Regions from separate parts of the Sus scrofa genome. Here regions 2 and 3 are each linked to region 1. The links are chromatin contacts, called in public HiChIP or PLAC-seq maps. All regions are on one chromosome and are shown on one strand. The core of a region is the stretch at or near the end of the contact, and the rest is flanking DNA. Distances in the headings are between cores, read along the strand shown. Region 1 overlaps LOC110262151 (a long non-coding RNA gene). Region 2 overlaps MAML3 (mastermind-like protein 3). Region 3 overlaps MAML3 (mastermind-like protein 3).

Region 1 (3,408 bases), core at 308-2,807:
CCCTGCCTACCACACCTCTGCTTGGGGTAGCACCACACATGCGACAAATACTGCGAGTCACTGACCATCCAGGTACACACCATGGCTTCGAATGCAACTTTAAAGCAAGGCCCACCCCTAGAGAACCTTCCAGATGGAGTATTGCTCTAAAATGGGCAGCTGGTAGCCCCAAAGCATTAATAAGCCTAGTTAAGCGCCTTAGTTATACCTGTGTGGCTCTGGGGAGAATGTGCCCTCACTGGATTGATTTCTGCTCTTTTCTGGGAGGGAAATAAAGTTTGCTGACTAGGGAGTAGAAGAGCTAATTATTAGTCATTTGTGGGTTCAACTTGTTGGGTATCTCTATAAGTTCCAGTGATCATTCATTATGTTCTGCAAAATAATCTAACCCAATTCCAATGGTAAACTTAAAAATTTACTGAACAGCTATTACATGCTGGGCTGTTTATATACATTAGCTCCTTTCATCTTTATAGGAAGGTTTAGATAGGTCTCATGACCACCATTTTATAGAGCAGCAAACTGCAGCCCAGGGAAATGAAATAGCATATCCCCAAACTTCCCAGCTAGCACATGGGGAGTCAGAATTCCAACCTGGGCGCGTCTGACTCCAAAGCCCATGTTTATACACTGTCTCAGAACTTTCCAATGGAGAGGGGAAAACATGTATATGCAAGGGAGAGGAAGGAGAGGAGAAGGGCCTAACACAGCCCAGCCCAGCCTCAGGGGCCGGAAGAGGGATGGTGGCCGCGGGCTGCAGAAGGATGGCTGGGATCTTCTGTTGGGAGTGACCAGTCTGAGGATGTTCTGGGCTCTCCTCTTGGCCCCCTTCTCAGTCTAGGCAACAGTGATGCGAGATCTGTCTCAAGGGCAGCAAACTGCATCCCTTTCCCCTGCCTCTCCAAGGAGTCAGGTTGTTAATAACAACAGTTACTCCAGCCTGGTCTCCTACTAAGTTAAGTACCACTTTTAAAAAATCCTCGCTACATTCCTAAAAGTATTACTGCCGATTTGTATAGCCTGGGAGATGGAAGCTTGGGGAACATCCCCAAGGTCACAAAACCCCAGGTGTCAATGCTCACGTTTCAACCCAGGCTTCTGATTTTAGAGCCATCAAAAACCTTAACACCACGTTCTACTGGACAGAGGTTGGGGGTCGGAGGACCGCGTGGCCCTTTCACTGTCACCTGACATGGCTAGCCGGTGAACGTAAGGGGTAGGATCTGCCCGACTCCTGCAAGGAGGCTTGCTGATGGCACCAGACAGGCCCAGGCAGACACATGGGATCTTCCTGCTTTGAAGCTCACCAGATCTTGCTGCTTGGGGACCTGGCCCGCCCCAGGGCTTGTCCCTGGCGTTGGCATTACCTCAGTCAGAACGCAGCCCCACGCCTGGCTGGACAGCGTTTGGGGTAGGCTTGGGCTCTGATGCCTGGGATGAGCGAGCTGAGGAGGAAGACATCCAGGCTTAGGCAGGCGCCAGGCACCGGGGAGTGGGGCTCTGCACCGAGATCACTATCCCCACCCTCCAGCGTCTGTCTGCTCCTTTGGCCGCAGCCCTGGCGGAGCAGAGCAGAGGGATGGTGGGCGATGGAGGGAGCGCCCTGCTCCTGGGCCCCTGGGACCTGGAGGCTTTTGTGTATTCGGAACCAGATTCCCCGCCTCCCATTCCCGCTTTCTTTTCCCCTAACCGAAGTCCCAGTAGAGTATCCAGCAATTAGCACGCTAGGAGCGGGTGGAAGACGGCGGCGGGCGGGCGTGGGGGCGGCGAGACCCCTCCCACCGGGATCTGTGCAGCGCCCCCGCCTGCGCTGCCTTCGTGCGCCACCTACCGGCTGCTCACGGCTGCTGCGAGCCCGCCAGCGCTGTTCCTAGGCAGATCTTGATCTCCGTGGACAATAGACAATGGGAATTTTTTTTAAACAATGATTTATTTTGGGGGGTGGGGATACGGAGAAAGGAGGGAGGAAGCAGCAGTGTGTTTGTCATCGCTTTAGAAAAAAATCTCTGTTCTATCATTGTTTCTGCATATCCATTATATTGAAGACAAAAGAATCCCGTTCTGGAACAACAAAGCCAAGGGAAATGTTTTCTGTGGCTGACATTTAATTGCGTGCACAAGGTGCTACATTATCATGGGGAGAGATTGTAAAAAGGATAGGGCGCAGCTTCGGTTCAAAAGCCTGACTTTTTCTGCTTTAAGCTGTGGTCTTTCTTACATGAGCCCGGTTTTATATTGCCTCATATACCTCTGCTCACGTTATGCACACACAATTCTACGTTTCTGTGTAGTTTCCCATCCCATCGTAAGGATTCCTTGTGGATTATTTTCACACCACCTCCAAACTGTGTTCTTTTACAGCTAACAGAGATAATTATGCTTCCTTTCACAACCTCCCTACACATTCCTTACGAAAAGGATCTTAATTTTCAGGAACTGTTTAGGAGCCTTGGAGAACTCTTAGTCCAGCCCCCTTGTTTTACACATGAAAGAGGAAGAATGCCTTGTCCAAAGGCACACAAATTATTAGAGATGGAGCCAGGACCCTGGCATCCGGAGCCCTGGTTTCTATTATGACCTGCTGTTTGATGTCTTGACTGGCTTGCCCTCGTGGTGGCCTCCGTTCTGGCTGGAGAAACCCTCACACAGAGAGCTGTGTGCACAAAATGGGTGATAACTCAGGATGGGGGTGGGGTGGGCAGAAGCTTCCTTGATGGTGGCAGCCTTTTTATTCCCTTTTTACCCACTGCCCTCTGTACAGGGTACAGAGAAGCAGGGGGTTGGGGGGTGGGGCAAGTGAACGTCATTTTAATCCATTGATTTTTGCTATTTTGCTGTGATAGGTTAATATGTAAAACCTATGCAATTATCCACAACTTTGCTGAAAATGCTTTTCCTGGGATACAGAGCTTGAGCACCCATGCCCACCCCCAGTGCCAACCTGGCTCTTATCTTATATGGAACCTGTTCTCAGTGGTCCCTTGACAAGGTGGTTTGCCCTTGGGCACTTGAATAAGACTTCCTCTTAGGTTCATGAACAGTCCTTGGGGAGATGCCGCTAGCTGATCATGCTCTAGAACAGACATTTTTCTTCTGCCGCCTTCCAAAACACGCTACAGCAGACAGCGCTTCCCTTTCAACTCTTAGCTGTGTCACACTGAGACAGCAGAGTTTTCAAGTCGTACATGAGAAGCTCAGTAAACACCTTTGCACATCCAAAATAAGTCAACCCATCATGGAAGCCTGCTTATCTTAAAGGTTGCTCGGTCTGTTTAAAGCAAAGAGACTAATCTCACAATCTGCAGACAAAGAGACAACAAGCCTAGGAGGTTTCAAAACAAAAGGCCAGAACATTCCCTAACTCTCTTTAAACTGTCTTCTAAAAAGCAGAGAGAAGGAGAAAACACA
Region 2 (3,470 bases), core at 411-2,910, 140 kb before region 1:
ATGGCAACTTGGACTTATTTTAAGGCCCTGCTTTTTTCCCTGGTGTAGACACTAGAATCTTGTGACCAAGAGGGAACCTGTAGCTCCTGCTAGGGAGCTTTTATAAAATCTTCCAACTTAACCGACTCTCAGCCTATGGAAATCAAGGACATAAATTCCAAAATTCTAACCCGACTGGATGGGGAGGGAGCTGGGGTTGGGGAGAAGCAATCAACACAGCCGTTCTTCTCCAGGCCACCTACTCCCCCTCCCCAAAGTAGAATCGGAGGAGAAACCGGGTGAGGCACGTTAACCGCGAAGCCCTCCTGCAATTAATGTGTTATTGCTCCTTTAAAACTGAGAACAAACGGCCGGCAGCTCGTGATCCCGGAGGCTGCAGTGCGGTAATTGTCACTTCGCCACTTAACTCCCCGCCGCACTGCTCACTCACTTGTCCCGGTTTATCTCTCAGCCAATTACTGCTGTCATTTGCGTTTCAATGGGTGTCGTCAGGGGGTCCGGCCCAGGCTGCGGGGCACAGGAAACGCGGGAGGGGACGCTGGCTTCCCAGGGCTGCTGGGTGGGAGCTGCAGGCGTACTCGGAAGAGAGGCCCACAAAACCATGCCAGGGGGACCCAAGGCTCCCCCAACAAACTCAGGTTTTGTCCTGGTCTACACTGAGGCCACCGGAAAGAGGGATGCCTGACCCTGAAGGCCCCAACACAATAATGATCGTGATATTAAAGCACTAGACATTTTAGCTGCTGAGCTGACAGCAGATGAGAGACAAGCCGGATGTACCAGAGACGATGTTGATGTATTATTGTGAAATCAAGGCGGGCACAGTCGCCAAGTGTGAAGACAGCAAGATCTTAATTCAGTCCTCATTGCTCTTATTTGCACTCAGATTTCCACACTGGGGAGGTTGGTTATCCATCTATAACCTGGCCCTACAGTGTAGGGAACTTGTGAATTTCCTAGGCGATTCTGAGCTGAAACATTCTATTGGTTGCCTACTGTCATAAGTTTATGGTAGATTTGTACTCTGTCACAAATTTTCATTAAAAAAAAAATTCCTGAAAGGCATAACCAGATGTGAATTTTTATACTTAAATCAGAAAAAAAAAAAAACCTTTGCCAGATGATGTGTCCAGATTTTCAGTTTCTGAAAAGATGCCCTCTCTGGTTGCTCAGCGGGTTCTAAACGAAGAAGTGAAGTCTTTTCAAATATTTTGTTTCCTCTGCCTTCCTGGATCCGATCTATACCCCTGTTCACCGCATTAAGGCTTTTATCCCAGAAGGTTTAAACCTCCGGTTTGCAGAGGAAGCATCTTAGTTGAAGTGTATTAATCTAGCTTGAGCTATCCTTTGGAATGCACTTGATCTACTCGGAATATCAAAGCAGGCGTTTTAAACCTCAACTACGGGAAGCAAATGGGAAAGGAGGAGAGGCTGAGGAACAGACCGAGTCTCTTATAACTGGCTCCTGTACGGTTGGCAGCAACTAAGAAGGCAGCATATATCAGTGTGGAGGGCAGAATATCAGCTAGCTGGGTGGTCAGCCACCTCTGGGTTGCCCATCTTCGTTTTCCCAGCTTAATAGCAGCGAGGTTGTCCTGCTCACCCTGCAGTTAGCAGCAAGCTCGCTCTGACATTCCATCCTCTGAAGCCCCAGCAACCGCAGGAGGAGGGCCGGCAGCTGGGGCTGGAAGAGACCTGTTCTAGCTGGATCCACACCGCCCAGTCTCTGGGTCTAAAATAAGACTCTCAACTTCTCGGCCAATGAGCTGCGCCGAACCTGATGACGTAACAGGCACCGTGTGTTCTATTTGCAGGCAAGGTCCGTGCACCCCAGGATTTCAGCCAGGTGAGGAGGAACTGGGGAGGGGGAGGGGGTGCAGGAGAGGGGGCGGGGCGCAAGAGGATGGCCCTGTCATCCTGCTACTGTGTGTGTGCGTGTGCGTGTGTGTGTGTGTGTGTGTGTGTGTGTGTGTGTGTGTGTAGAGAGGGGCTGGAAAGGCTGCTGAGGTGCCAGAGTAATTATATACCTCATCTTGGGCTGTGCAAAGACGAGATGGCCTAGCTCTAGCTAATTGCCATCCTCAGGCAACGGTGTTCCCCACTGAACATCAGAGAAGGGAATCTGTTCGATACAAAACAAAGAAAAAGCACACGTCCAATAAAGCTAACCAAGGGCCCCCAGTGCTGACTGGGGCCATCCACAGAGTCGCGACTCCGATGGCCCTCACTCATCTTCTCTCGGCTCTTCTAATTAAGAAAGCTTTAAACGTGGAACCAGTTTGCTCCTTTCTTGCTCTTTTATAGTCATCGCCCTGCCCCAAATATGATGAGAGAGAGAGAGGGTGCCTCAAAAGATGGAGAGTGTGGTTCCTAAGATAGCCCATGGCTAAAGTGTGAACTTCCTAATTAAGGACCAGGCACAGAAGTAACTTTCTCTTCTTTTCAGCTCTTCGTGTTTTTTCAAATGCTGTTTCAAGCTGAACCGACTACTCAGATATCTTACCCCTCCTTTCCTCTTTCCTCTGTCTTTGTCTCTCTCCGTGTGTTTCTCAGCTGATCCGTAGCTTCTTTCTGGGTTAGGAAATGTGCAATACATCTTTTTCTTTTGTCACCTGCCCTTCCCCTGGCCAGTGGCAGCCCCAGTGCAGGTTTGGAAGCCTGCTACTGATCATCCAGGACAAAACCCAGGCCAATCAGCAGGGCAGACCTGAGTCCATGTCTGCAGAGGAGCTGCCTTGCTTGGGCTTCTGCCCCAGAAGAGGAAAGTGGAGCTCAGCCAGGAGCCCCTCCTTTTCATGCAGAGAATCTGCGTCCCCGAAGTCGGAGGGAGCATACATTTCTTCTCTTTTTGTCAGATTTAACTTGATTGAGTGAGAAGAATTGTATCTATTCCCACCAAGGCCACCTGCTTTCTCCAACTTTCACAGAGCACATCCATGAAACTCCAAGCCCAGATTTTCCAAGATCTCACTGTGAGCTCAGCCTGGACCATCTCCACAAACAGGCCAGACCTGCACATCTCAAGCTGACTCCATCACCTTCCTCTCTAACGTGACCCTTCCATGGTGACAGTGCCCGCACCCGGGGCCAGGCTCAAGCATTACTGCACCCTTGCCTCCTACACCTGTCAGCGAGCTTTTTGAACTTTATTTCACACACATTTCAAATCCAACTCCAGAAGCCGGAGATGAAACCACAGCCCAAACCCATCCTGCTCATAACCATCCTGCTCATAACCATCCCCCCCTCACCCAGCAAAGGCTGATACCTAACTCCATTGCCCAGTGCCCTTCCGCTCTGCCCTCCAAGCCCCTGGGCATGACATTCAGAGCCATGCTTCTCTCTGCCACCACTGGAGTCAGTGACTCCCTGCACTGGGCACCTGCCCCTCCCCCAGGGTGCTTCCCACTTGCACCCCTAGTTCACACTCACCTGAGAGCAGCCCCTCCCCCCTTCACTCAGCTAAGGAC
Region 3 (3,511 bases), core at 1-2,500, 180 kb before region 1:
TTTCAAGTATGAAAGGAAAATTTCTTGAGGGAAATGGACAGTTTAACCATGAGTATCGTGCGTTTGATATCCTACCACAACACAAGCAAATCCAGGAATAGGTTACAGGAAACCACAACACCCTTGACTGAGAAACACGAGTTATTTTTTCCAAAGGCACAGGAGCCACCAAACAATAAGCCATCTCCAAAATGTCCAGTAAAGGACCTTTACTGGGAATCGATTGGGCAATGAACCGAAGAAAGCCTCCTGGTAACTGGACTTCATCTGGTTGCAAAAATACTGGATGCCTTCGCTCCTTTTATCACCAAAGATAGCAAACATTCTCCCTGGAAAACTTACCTAGAATCTGTCTTGTTGGAAGGTCAGATCTACAAAGCCGTAATTACTCAGGTAACTTGAGTCTGCTGTTGCCCAAAATACCCAAGTAATTATAGGAGAAAGGTCACTTCCTCTGTATAATCGCAACTCTACCACTGGCTGTCTACACTGGCAGTTATCCAGATAGGAACAGCCTTTCATCTCATCCTGTGCTTGCATAGACCTTACCAAAGACAATGACATTCTTAATGGGGAATTTTTTTTTAATTGCCTTTATAAATATTCCTCCGCTCTCACTCATTCCCCAGGATGATCAGATGACTCCTTCCACAGGACAAGATACAAAATACCCTTTGCCCATTTGTACATTCAAGGAAAGGCATTTCTGGACCAGAGTACTGCCAGACAGAAGAAAGGGAGAGGTGAAGAGGAAGAATGAACAGAGGGTGCCAAGATCTGCACGACTATAGGGATTAAAAGAGTCACAGCTGTGGAGAGAGGTGGGGGGGCGTGGAGAGAGAGAGAGAGAGAGGGAGAAGGAAGCAGAGCAGATATGCAGGTCTGTCTGCAGGTCGACAAACGTCTCATTCCGAGTTTGAGCTTTGACAACAGCCGGCAGTTTGGGGGCAGAAAGCAGCGCATCTGCCGGTCTGTGATTGCTGAAGAGAAGCGCCCATTCCCTTTCTCCACAAAGAAAAAATGGCATTTATCTCAAGTACAGCCAGGCAGATTAGGATTCACCTCCCCCACCCTCTTTCTTCCCTCTTCCTCCTCCTGGCTCCCTCACCGCCTCCCCTTCCTGTTGGAAAAGAAAAGGTGGGAGGGGAGAGGGAGGGGGAGGAGGACCCGCCGGCCACAGACAACGCGGTGGGAGTCTCTTTTCTTCGGCTTTTACCAGCCTATGGGGGTCAGGATGCTATTGGTTCAGCTTTACGGGTGATCTGCTGCCTCTCACTTAGCAACAGCGAGCCAGGGAGGCAGGAAGCGACGCCACCAGGCTCAGGGAGCGTGCGGATGGTTTAAAACGAGCCACTCACTCGGAGGGGAGACGGAAGGGGAGAGAGAGAGAGAGAAAGAGAGCAGTCTGAGCTTAACACACTGTAGCATTAAGAGCAAGGCTTAATCGGGGAGTTAAGCACAACCAACCGGCAGGCTATGGGGAAGAGCAGAGACTGGACAGGAGTTATTTTTAATGAGTACCTGTATAAATCATATACAGAAAGCCTTCCTGTATTTTTTTTTAAAGGACAAACTGCTCTGTGCTGCACGTGTGGTGCGTTGGGAGAGAGATCGGTTCTCTAGGCAAAAGAAAAATAATTATAATAAGAGATAAGATGAATCTAAAACTGTACAGCAGGCTTACTCGGTTTTATTTTGTTTTCACACCAGGGTGCTACTAGAAAAGAAAAAGTAAAATTGGGTGTACTTGAAAAAGCAATTGGCTATGTAATCCCAGGGTTTTGGGTGGATTTTTTTGTTGTTGGGTTTGTTTGTTTTTTTTAATTAGTCCACAGAGTAGCTGTTTCTAAATCCTAAATTCCATTTTAGCATTTGAGAATTAACTTTCTGGGGTGGAAAGCGCCAAAAAAGAAGTACATCTCTGCTGGAGAGAGATTTTTTTTTTTCTCTCTCTCTCTTTGCTTCCTTTGTGGTAAAAGGGAAATTTCTGAGAAGGATGCTGATAGAAGTTCTGAAAGCTCACACCGCCTCAATGTAACAGGGCTCAGGGCCAATAACAACAAGGAAATGTATTCCGCGAGTCCATATTCTTTCATTTCTCTTAATAGAATTTTCCCTTCCCCTCCATCCCAGGTCCCCCACCAGACTTGAGAAGGAGTCTGTCACTTCTGTTTATCCCCCTCAACTCAACCCACCGCATCACATCAAACAGCCTAGCCCCTGACTCTAAAATATAGATGGGAAGGTATCTTGCTTCCCTTCTTGGAGAGAAAAATGGTGCCTTTCAACATGGACTGGAGCTTTCATTGGTGTCAACTGGGGCCCTAGCGACAAAGACAAGCAGCCGGGAGGGCACAGATGGACCTTTATCTGCCCAAATAAACCAGACCCAATTAACCCCTTCAGCTCTGAGCAGTCAGAAGCCACTGACTACAGTGACACCTACTGCTCGGGGTGCAGTTGTACAACGTGGTACCACCTACCAGGTTCTCAACATTTGCTCCACTGATAGGGGTTCCACTGAATACACATTTTTCTACTCTGGGCAGCTGGCCGCAGGACCTCCTCATGGGTCAGGGGCCCTCTCCCCTGAGGTACAAATGCTCCCGTGTAGAAACTGACTCACTAGCAGTGACTGTACACAAGAGGGAGAGAGAACATAATTGGACAAGAGCCTCCTTCAGAATCACGATGAAGGTCAGATCACTTTTATTAACTATCCTCTTTGATACCTGGTTAAATATCTTGGGCAAAATGAAACTTTTATCCAGCATCCACGGAATTTTACTCTATAGAGAAATATATGACAGTGAAGGATTAGTACAATAAAGGTCTTTGAAACTCCACTCCCATAGTTTATATAATAGCATGTTAATCAATTCACATTTCTTTTACTCTATGTGTATAGTCAGATCCCAGAAATTCCCTTGCATTGAGGAAAAAAGTCCATTTAATTATAAACGTTAAAGTTATAGCCTTCTGAAAGCAAGCAAAAATGCCTATATGTTAATGACAAAAATATCTATCAGCCTTATGATTTTTTTTCCAGTAAGGACAAGAAACAATGTCACTAACAGAAGCCATGATTTCTCCCAAAATAGGCACTATATTTAAAACTATATTAAAGGTGCCAAAATGATTGTAAAAGTAATGTCAGGGGTCAGGTGATACAGCTTGATTCATTTTTTTGGGGGAAAAAAAAAAAAGTCTAAGGTGTCTTCACCAAGATAGGTACACACCGAACAGAACACCAGTAATGCTGAAAATTCAAATGTCGCTCATCTTTAAAGATGCTCAAAGTGCTGTGCAAATATTCTGCTTTTTATTCCCAAACTTCCAAACTTTTTATGTCCAACTAGATGCTAGGTTGTGACATTTCATTTCCCATCTGGGAAACAGGAGTCTTGCAGATTACCCAGTGTCACAGAGGGAACCATTTTCAAGCTGAAGTCAGAAGCAGGTTCTTGATGTCTAGCCCATGGGCCATGGGTACCTGGCAATTCTCTGACTC

The links. HiChIP or PLAC-seq counts read pairs in DNA pulled down with a chosen protein or histone mark.
Region 2: an H3K27ac HiChIP or PLAC-seq map of skeletal muscle shows a contact between it and region 1, with 4 times the contacts expected there. The contact joins two enhancer-like sites. A contact is called at or near these places in 2 of 47 Hi-C or Micro-C datasets (embryonic fibroblasts and epiblast stem cells) and 1 of 2 datasets of contacts at active chromatin or transcription factors (skeletal muscle).
Region 3: a contact with region 1 is called in an H3K27ac HiChIP or PLAC-seq map of skeletal muscle. The contact joins two enhancer-like sites. A contact is called at or near these places in 5 of 47 Hi-C or Micro-C datasets (embryonic fibroblasts, epiblast stem cells, mesenchymal stem cells and 1 more) and 1 of 2 datasets of contacts at active chromatin or transcription factors (skeletal muscle).

The regions. Positions count from the first base shown.
Region 1 is chr8:86,798,515-86,801,922 of Sscrofa11.1, reverse strand. All of the region lies in intron 3 of LOC110262151 (a long non-coding RNA gene), which reads right to left. Among named protein-coding and RNA genes, the nearest start is that of MAML3, 79 kb to the left of the region's middle. Within about 2 kb of position 1,557, at least 34 of the 83 cell types and tissues checked have an H3K27ac peak or open chromatin away from gene starts, as enhancers often do. A contact at or near this core is called in epiblast stem cells and skeletal muscle, where this site is marked.
Region 2 is chr8:86,935,996-86,939,465 of Sscrofa11.1, reverse strand. The region is part of intron 1 of MAML3 (mastermind-like protein 3); the gene reads right to left. Among named protein-coding and RNA genes, the nearest start is that of MAML3, 58 kb to the right of the region's middle. Within about 2 kb of position 1,660, at least 47 of the 83 cell types and tissues checked have an H3K27ac peak or open chromatin away from gene starts, as enhancers often do. A contact at or near this core is called in skeletal muscle, where this site is marked.
Region 3 is chr8:86,979,645-86,983,155 of Sscrofa11.1, reverse strand. All of the region lies in intron 1 of MAML3 (mastermind-like protein 3), which reads right to left. Among named protein-coding and RNA genes, the nearest start is that of MAML3, 100 kb to the right of the region's middle. Within about 2 kb of position 1,250, at least 63 of the 83 cell types and tissues checked have an H3K27ac peak or open chromatin away from gene starts, as enhancers often do. A contact at or near this core is called in epiblast stem cells and skeletal muscle, where this site is marked.